Regions from separate parts of the Arabidopsis thaliana genome. Here region 2 is linked to region 1. Evidence: chromatin contacts called from public capture Hi-C data. All regions are on one chromosome and are shown on one strand. The core of a region is the stretch at or near the end of the contact, and the rest is flanking DNA. Distances in the headings are between cores, read along the strand shown. Region 1 holds the start of UMAMIT20 (nodulin MtN21 /EamA-like transporter family protein). Region 2 holds the start of AT4G08360 (KOW domain-containing protein).

Region 1 (4,875 bases), core at 788-3,287:
TGATGAAGGAGAGAAATCCTTACATACGGCAAGTATATATATATATAGGCTATGAATGGTAACATAGACCGCACTCAAAACTGCATCGTAACAGTGCTGTAACAATATCAAAATCTCTACATATACATATGTATTTATGTATTTTTGTTACTATTTAAACCGCACCGAACTTCTTCCGCACCGCAAAACGTAGTCACCATTCGGACCCATAACTTTCAAGGGATAGATCTCGGGATTAGCAGTAATTTTGTGCTAGCTCCTACTATTAGCATTAGCAGATATATATATATATATATATTAATACCTAATTAAGTAAAGCAGGAAGCTGATTCACATAGAATTTGGGTATTACTCAGCAAACATCATAAAAACTGAAAAACTCAATACAAGTTTGAAAACCCACACTAATATAAGACATGGCACGTTTGCATTATGCTTCCTATATTACCGACTAAATTAGTGATTGTCACAAGTAGCCGACAACTTTTGGACTTAATTAGCAACAGACTTATTGCTTCAGTAAGAAACCAACAGATAAGCGATGGGCATAAATGGTATGTGGCTTTTTCATCCTGTTTTCACGTTTTGAACGTCAAGAAAAAAAATTAATAAGGGATTTTTGAATCCATCCCGTACGTTTTATATTTATAAATAGTTTAGATAAACCTTAATTCCTCAACTAAATACTAGTTTCTTGGCATCTTATAAAGAAACTATATGCATTTTTATCCCTAATAATATAGTCTGTAGCGTATTTGCCTCCATATATTATCGCCATATTATCATAGACTGCATCTCATTTAGGGCAAATGTAATCATAGTTTTTGTAAAGAATTGAACTACCTCTTCGCCTTTTTTTTTTATATAAGACAATTCTTTAGTTTCTATCTATGGTTTAATTTGTATTTTGACGTGTATGATACTAATTAAGATTATGCTATGTTTTGAGTTTTAGTTGAATAAAATTTAATTTGTAATAATTCTAAAACAATAAAAAGTTTAGTGTAATTTTTTTTAACTAGAACGGATTAAGAGTTAGGACTGATGTTAGAATCGCAGTTTTTTTTTTATGGAATGACGTAAAAGAATTCTTTAATAATCTTACTTGGCAATATTAAATGGAACAACTTAAAAGGACTAGACAATATTATTGGCGTGATATCCAAATAATTACGGTTTAACAAAGAATAAAATGGGGAAACCCTTTGGTATATTGGTTATCTAAGAGTTCATTAATATTTATATACATTAAGAGGTTAGAGTTTCGAGGTCAAGATATTATGTTTATTTAAAAATTTGCAGATTAATAGAGACAAGTGTGTAGGAGATCTCCAACGATATTCAATTATAACCGTTCGTCAGAATTCTACGCAGATAGAACGTCGTTAGGTCATAGATCATTGAAAGTGTCTATCAAAAGCATGGAGATTAAAAAAGAAAAAAGATTTGGAGAAAGAAGTGACTTTTGTCCTGGATCTATTAAGAGTCGAAAGAAATCGTCCGTTATACAATCGTGTATATAACAATTCTCATAATTTACAATTTATAATACCGAAAAAATATAAAACAAAAAAAAAATATTTTAAATAGAACGAATCAGCCTCAACAAAAACCTTTTTTGAAAATGGAAAAGCTTAGGCTGCTTTAACACGCCCAATCTCACACATACATATTCTCTGTTTTCTTCTTTCCTTTTTGTAAAAGGGTTTGCTAATTCTCTGCTTTGTTTTTTTTTTGTTTATTAATTCTTTACATTTCCTACAAAGAAAAAGACAAGCATGAATAACTAACAGCGGTTATACTGGAAATCCGAAGTCTTTTCCACGTGCTTTCTGATGAACATTTAACATAAAACGTTCGGACTCTTCGTGACACTTAAACCAAACATACACGTACGTAGCTAACAATAGACGTGTAGATTTTAGGTTTACGTGTTTTTCAAGTTGGGCAAGAACAAAAAAAAAAAGAGAGCCTATGACGTGTGCAACAGGATAATAGTGTTAGCAAAAGAAATCATCAGAGCCATTATATGATATTGTTTGCTTTTCAATTCCATGAACGAACCCATACCAATCCAAAACAGCAATTATCATCTTTCTTTATTGAACAAACGTATCTCATTGGTCGTGTCCTAATAAATAATTATATTTCATATACATGTATATACTTTATAGTTTTTGTTTTTCCTTTTGCTACTCTACATGACTCTCGATCGAGGGAAAAAACTAGTTCTCATGTTTATCCAAAACTCTATATCACCTTTTTGATGTTTTTATATAAGAAGACTTGTTCATCCATACTCTTTCAATAACCTTGACAGAAAAAAAAAATAAACACAAAATTTCAATAACCATGGAGGGTGTTAGTGCAACTATGCATAAGTTAAGGCCTTATTTGTTAATGATCTTTTTGCAATTTGGAGCAGCAGGAACATATATTGTTATTATGGCCACTCTTAACCAAGGCCAGAACCGTTACGTCGTAATTGTGTATCGTAATCTTGTGGCTGCTCTTGTCCTTGCACCTTTTGCACTCATCTTTGAAAGGTCAGTCTATGTTTAAACAATATTTATAATGTTCTTCTTTTAGACACAGTACTACTATACATTTCATTGTTTCTTAATTAGCATGTTGTGGTCTAATATGTTTCTTCCTGTTACTAAAACATAAAATCGGATTATTTTGGTTTTGGTTTTGTAGGAAAGTGAGGCCGAAGATGACACTATCGGTTTTGTGGAAAATAATGGCACTTGGTTTCTTAGAGTAAGGACTAAGCTTTCCATTTCACATTCTTAAGTCAAAACAATAAACATTATGTTTTGGGGAAAAAAAACAATGATATTTCATAAAGTTGCAAGTACCTTAATACATATATGTTTTTGTCCCGGCTTGTGTGTAGGCCAGTCTTGGATCAGGGTTTTGGTTACTTGGGGATGAACATGACATCAGCAACATATACATCTGCGATCATGAACATTCTTCCTTCTGTCACATTTATAATAGCTTGGATTTTAAGGTAATCTATGGTTTAAACTTTGAACACATCTTTAAAACCGAATTGATTGTAATAAACGGGTGATATGTGAATAGAATGGAGAAAGTTAACATAGCGGAGGTACGAAGCAAAGCAAAGATCATTGGGACATTGGTGGGTCTTGGAGGGGCACTAGTAATGACATTGTACAAAGGTCCGCTTATTCCTTTACCGTGGTCTAACCCGAATATGGATCAACAAAACGGACATACAAATAATTCACAAGACCATAACAATTGGGTTGTTGGAACCTTGTTGATTCTCCTCGGTTGTGTTGCTTGGTCTGGTTTTTATGTTTTACAGGTACGCTCCTTACTTTTTTGATCATACGTAATATATACTTATCAATCCACAAACCAAGTAATATAAACTTCGAAATTTTTGTTAATTGGTTGATTCAGTCGATAACAATAAAGACGTACCCTGCCGATCTTTCATTATCAGCCTTAATATGCCTAGCCGGGGCTGTCCAAAGCTTCGCGGTAGCGCTTGTGGTGGAGAGACACCCTAGCGGATGGGCGGTTGGTTGGGATGCAAGGCTTTTTGCACCTCTTTATACAGTAAGATTATATATATTAGTTTTAACCATAATCAATCAATTGAGACAAATATCAACAAATTTGATTTAATGAAGGGAATAGTTAGCTCGGGGATAACGTACTATGTTCAAGGGATGGTTATGAAGACGAGAGGGCCAGTTTTTGTTACTGCCTTTAACCCTCTCTGCATGATTCTTGTAGCTCTCATTGCCTCTTTTATTCTTCATGAACAAATCCATTTCGGATGGTACGTTACATAAATGTAGACACATTACATTAGTAACCATCAAAATACTTATTCTTGATCCTTATATTTTGGTTATGTTTCAGTGTAATAGGAGGGGCAGTGATCGCCGCGGGTTTGTATATGGTTGTTTGGGGAAAAGGAAAAGACTATGAAGTATCCGGATTAGATATCCTTGAAAAGAATAGCCTCCAAGAATTGCCTATCACAACTAAAAGTGAGGATGACAACAAATTGGTTTCTTCTATAAGCGACAACAGCAATGTGACCATTCCTGGTGGTGCGCATAGTAACACATCTGGAATATAAGTGAAGAAAGCATTTCTCGAGTTATAAATACATATTTGTATTCGACTAAAATAAATACATATGTATTTGTATGCATTTGGTATGAAATACATGAAATTATTTTTATGTTTTGATAGTTACATAAGTTGTAGTTGGTCAGGTCCAAATCACACAAAAACAAAGCTTCGTGACTAGTTGTGTGAGATGTCTAACTCAAAAATTATAATGAACAATAGATCCCAAAAATCTGCGGTCATTATTATTATTACTTCTCCCAAGTTTCGTATTTTAGAGTCTCCATAGAAATATGCTATTTGCTAAAACCAGTAATCTCAAAGCTGAAACCCAAAGTAATTTCCAAGGTCATTAGAAATCGAGATCTTCATGCCACTTAAGACGTTTATGGATGGCCAAACGCATGTGTATATGATAGGATACGATCCTGGGATGGGAATCCGAGTTGGGGAAACGGGTTTCCGGTTCGAATCACTATTTTTACAGGTTTTTTTTTTTAAAATTGATTTCAAAATAGCAAAAACACATCATTGTAGTTGAAGAATAAGCTACGTCAATACATATGTGTCAGCTGAGTCAGCAATCATTAGTGTTGACTAACATTTGTTAACGTGAATTTATAACCAAGCACTATATCAATAGTTCAAGTAGGTTTTTTAAATTTTTACGTGTTTAAGTATAAATTATATATCACTTATCGTTTGTTCAGGTTGAAAAACGCACTTTTTAAATAGTCCAGATTGAAAAATGCCTTT
Region 2 (4,875 bases), core at 1,341-3,840, 57 kb after region 1:
ATTTTTAACTGTTAATATACTATTATATGTATGTTGTATCTATATTTTGCTTATTAATATATTTTAAATTATATTTATTTTCTGTATTACATATATATTTGATGGGAAAAAGGTTGAATTGCGTTTTTGGCGGGAAAATGTTAAATTGCGTTTTTTGGAGAAAAAATGTTAAATTGCGTTTTTGGCGGGAAAATGTTGAATATCTTTTTTGGCGGGAAAATGTTAAATTGCGTTTTTGACCGGAAAATGTGAAATCTTTTTGGCGGGAAAATGTTGAATGTCGTTTTTGGCGGGAAAATGTTAAATTGCGTTTTTGGCGGGAAAATGTTGAATTGCGTTTTGGCGGGAAAATGTTGAATATCGTTTTTGGCGCGAAAATGTTGAATTGCGTTTTGGCGGGAAAATGTTGAATGTCGTTTTTGGCGGGAAAATGTTAAATTGCGTTTTTGGCAAAAAAAATGTTGATTATCATTTTTTGGCGGGAAAATGTTAAATTGCGTTTTTGACCGGAAAATGTGAAATCTTTTTGGCGGAAAAATGTTGAATGTCGTTTTTGGCGGGAAAATGTTAAATTGAGTTTTTGGCGGGAAAATGTGAAATTATTTTTGGCGGAAAATGTTGAATAGCGTTGTTGGCGGAAAAATGTTGAATTGCGTTTTGGCGGGAAAATGTTGAATGTCGTTTTTGGCGCGAAAATGTTGAATTGCGTTTTGGCGGGAAAATGTTGATTGTCGTTTTTGACGAGAAAATGTTGAATGTCTTTTTTGGCGGGAAAATGTTGAATGTCTTTTTTGGCGGTAAACTGTTAAATCGCGGTTTAGGGGAAAAAATGTGAAATCTTTTTTGACAAGAAAATGTTGATTCACCTGAAAAATGACTTAAAAAAAACCGTGGGTACCCATAACCCAATAAGGTAAACCCATATGGGTTTTATTTATTTGGGTACCCAGCCCATTTTAAACCTGTATTTTTTTTCTAGAAAAAGTAGATTTATGGGCTTAAAATTTTATGTGGGTTTTGGGTACCCAGTGGGTTTTAACCCATCATTAACATCTCTAGTTATATCAAAGTGATCACATAATTTTTAAATAACTATATATATAATGGTCAAACGCAATAAAGAATACGTTGATTCTACTCATTTATATCAAAGTGATCACATTACTTATTGACTAACTATATAATGGTCCTAAGTCCTAACACAATGAATAATACGTTGATTCTACACATTGATTCTAACAAATATCTAAATATCATATATCGAATATGAGTATATGAAAAAACAGAATGGATCATGATATGCTAAAGAACATGATAGTGAGTTTAAGCACTGTATCTCTGTATCATGAAGAAAAAAATCACGTAAATATATATATAGATCTATTATGAATGAATTATCACGATGGTATCATCACCCAATCAATGTGACCTTTGTTCTCGATGATTTGGAATTATACGATAAATTAAAGTTTAATAGGTCTAGACATTCAGATACACATACCCAATCGTTTTTTTTTTGGGTTTCGGGTCTCTTTGGGTAGGGGTTGACAATCTTGATATTCTAAAATTTTTGTTTGGGTTCGGGTTCGATTATTTTAGTAAAAAAATAAATAAAAAAGTCCAAAAATAACCAAAAATTCCAAAATAGTTTTGGGTTCGGATCAGATTTTTTATTCATATATACTAAAATCTGACCAAAATACCCGATTACGAGAAAATACATTGGTTACTCTTTACCAAATGTAAACAAAAATACTTAAATTACTTAAAAGAAAAAATAACATTGATTACTTTTATCTCAAATATATCCAAATATATATGTATTACTACAAAATATATAGTATATCCAAATTTATAATTGTAATTTTGAGTATTTAAGGTATTATAAATATAAATATAACTAATATTTTTAAATGTATATTTGTATTCGGGTATCCACGGGTATTAGATTTGGTTTAGGTTGAGTTCGGTTTTTTTTTTTTGATTGTAGACCTATTCGGGTAATTTTAAAAATTAGACTCGGGGTTGGCTAGTTTTTTTTTTTGGGTCAAGTAGTACGACATATGTAAGAAAAATAAAGCTAACTATTCTAACATTACCGTTCCATTTTTGACAGCTCACTGTAACATTATAAACAGACATTACAAACCAAATAAATTCTTTTTACAAGCCTAAAAGTCATATTTGCAAGCCCAACACTAATCTGCCCAGTAAACAATAATTAGGGTTTCAATTAAAATTTGGAAAAATCACGGTGTCAAGAGTCAAGACATAACCAAAGCCGAGATTTGGAGATGAAAGAAAACTAGATCGAGTGATAGAGGAGAGGAGAGAAAGAGGAGAAAAAGAGAGAATAGAAATTGGATTAGGAAGTGGGTTTGCTTTTAGCCCACGTAAGTTAGTTTGAAAGTCAACGTGTTGTAATTTGTAAACCTAATTGGATTAGAAAGTGGGGTTTGGTTTATCCCATAACTTAGCACCTCTATTTATATAAAAACTCTAGTCCTAATCCTATTAGGAAAGCACTTATTTAGATAACTCCTAAAGAGATTTGAGCTTATCACTTCCTAAACCATAACTCGGTTAGGATCTAAACCATAACTCGGTTTAAGATTACTTTTATTCTTATGCTTTCTTTGAAGCTTAATCCATGTTGTAATTTGTAAACCTAATTGGACTTGGGTTTCATAATCCTAGATAGATAGTCACATCAAATCATTCGATTTAAGAGAGATCAGTTCGAGGAACCAAAACCTGAGAGACAAACATGTCTGATCAAGTTTCCGGTAAAAGCACTAAATTTGGGAAGGTAAAAATAACTTCAAATAATATGGATCATCATTCATGTGCCGAAGAATATTCAGGTAATATATTCAACACTCTACGTGCTAGATTTTGTTTTTTTTTAATTGCATGATCAGTCTTAGCAATTAAATAGTTAGGTGTGAATTCCTTTTAGTATTGTTGAATTCCATGCATCTCCTTTATGTTCGTCAACGTTTCATACGCAAGATGTTTCACATCTATGGCTATTTTCTTAGCTTTTCGTATTTGCCACAGATGAGGATGTTGAAGTGCGGTTCATGCCTGATATTTTGGTTACCGTACACAACAGCGAAGTAGGCGTCATTCGAGATGTCTCGGTGAGTCTTTTGCCTTTAACCAACTCCAGAATTTTATTTAATACAAAAGAGAACAGATAATGATAAACAGGATCACCACAATTCAAAGACAAAAGGACCGGCGATATGATGCTAGCTTCCAATGCTGGCTCCAAAGTCGGTTTTTAGTCTTCTAAGCTTTCTTTACGAAGAAAATCTTAGCTCTCAATCTACCTCCTATATATAAATTACGATGCACTTGATGTAAAAAAGTTTATTTACTTTTGAATCTTATTTAACATTACGTACATAAAAAAAATAATGATAAACAAAACCATACAACAAAGTTCAATGATCTTGATTACGAGAAGTGATTATAAATGATAGCTCCTTTCTAACGCATACATTCTTCCCATGTGCTTACTTTTTTGTCAGGATGGAATGTGTAAAGTGTCTCTTGGGTCTGGTGGGGAAGGTGACACTATAATGGTCCCCTCAAGCGAATTGGAGATAGTTCGTCCAAGGAAGAGTGATCATGTGAAAATCCTTGGGGGTTCATACCTTGGGCTTACATGTAAGCTGATCGGAATCGACGGGTTGGATGCTATTGTTAAGATAGATGGTAATCTTGACGTCAAGATTCTGGACCTGGCCTTATTAGCCAAGTTTGTGCAACCATGATAGTTTTAATGAAAGTTTAGTTTCATCTTGTGAGACCGTCTATTATAATTTCAAATTTCTCTACATTTGTATTTGTTTTCTACATTTTTAGTTTAGCATGTTGGTCCCCTCCCTTGCAAGATCCCCTTACTTTTTTTCCAACCTATTATGAATAACTATTGATGCTAGATTTATCAAGTGAATTAAAGATTCACTATATGACCAAAACAAGAACGGCTTTCGCTAGTTTATTTGAAGCCATTGAACAAGACATATGGTGTAAAAAGAAAAGATCGCGTTGGCTACATTGTTCAATGACTTCTTCTCTTTGACACTCATGTATATTCTCATTCACTCCATCGTTCATCAAAAGTTTCAGGGTTTTTGAAATATGTGAATAAGCATTCTCTTGAAATATGTGATTCTATTGATTTTCTCTTCCATCTCCCCTTGTTTCTCTTTAATATGATGTAGTGAGTTTGCATCAATGTAAGATTGTTTGTTCTGTTATACAAACACAACAATTAGGGGTGTCAAAATGAGTTGTTAGCTCATGAGCTGGCTCAGCTCGACTTGATTATTTATGAGCTCGAGTTTTATTTTTAAAAGATCATTTAATAAATGAGTTTAATGATTGAGTTTTATTTAGCTCGAGAGTTATACGAGCTAGCTCATGAGTTTGGTTTTTTTTCTGAAGTAATATATACAAAAAGTTAACAATAAAAAAAAATATATATTTTTTCTATTAAAAAGAGAAATATATTTTAGAAAATATATAATTTACAGAATAATATTAGAAAATATATAATTTATTTATTTGCATTAGCTAACGAGCTAGCTCATTTAGCTTGCGATCAAGATGATCTGAGTCTAAATTTGTATTTTAAAACTTATATAATAAATGAGCTGAGCATAGCTCCCTTTTTCTCCGCGCTCATCATGAATTGAGCTAAGGTGAGCGAACAGGCTCATTTTGACACCCCTAACCACAATATGATTATTGTTTCAATATTTTTAGATATTTTCAACAGATGTATGAGCAGGGCCGGCCTTGACATTTTGTGGGCCAAAGCCCAAAACAAAATTAAAGTTAATTTAGAAGTTTTAAAAATTT

What was found. Capture Hi-C pulls out chosen DNA fragments and counts their contacts.
Region 2: a contact with region 1 is called in a capture Hi-C map of seedling, with 1.9 times the contacts expected there. A contact is called at or near these places in 1 of 26 Hi-C or Micro-C datasets (root) and 3 of 3 other capture datasets (root, seedling and shoot).

Annotation. Positions count from the first base shown.
Region 1 is chr4:5,236,736-5,241,610 of TAIR10.1, forward strand. It overlaps UMAMIT20 (nodulin MtN21 /EamA-like transporter family protein), which reads left to right and starts at 2,038. Exons shown (of 7, transcript NM_116898.4): 1 at 2,038-2,546; 2 at 2,701-2,763; 3 at 2,900-3,016; 4 at 3,091-3,337; 5 at 3,436-3,594; 6 at 3,669-3,820; 7 at 3,904-4,377. The coding sequence starts at 2,353. The coding sequence ends at 4,126.
Region 2 is chr4:5,293,166-5,298,040 of TAIR10.1, forward strand. It overlaps AT4G08360 (KOW domain-containing protein), which reads left to right and starts at 2,591. Exons shown (of 3, transcript NM_116905.3): 1 at 2,591-2,864; 2 at 3,061-3,143; 3 at 3,537-3,919. The coding sequence starts at 2,768. The coding sequence ends at 3,782.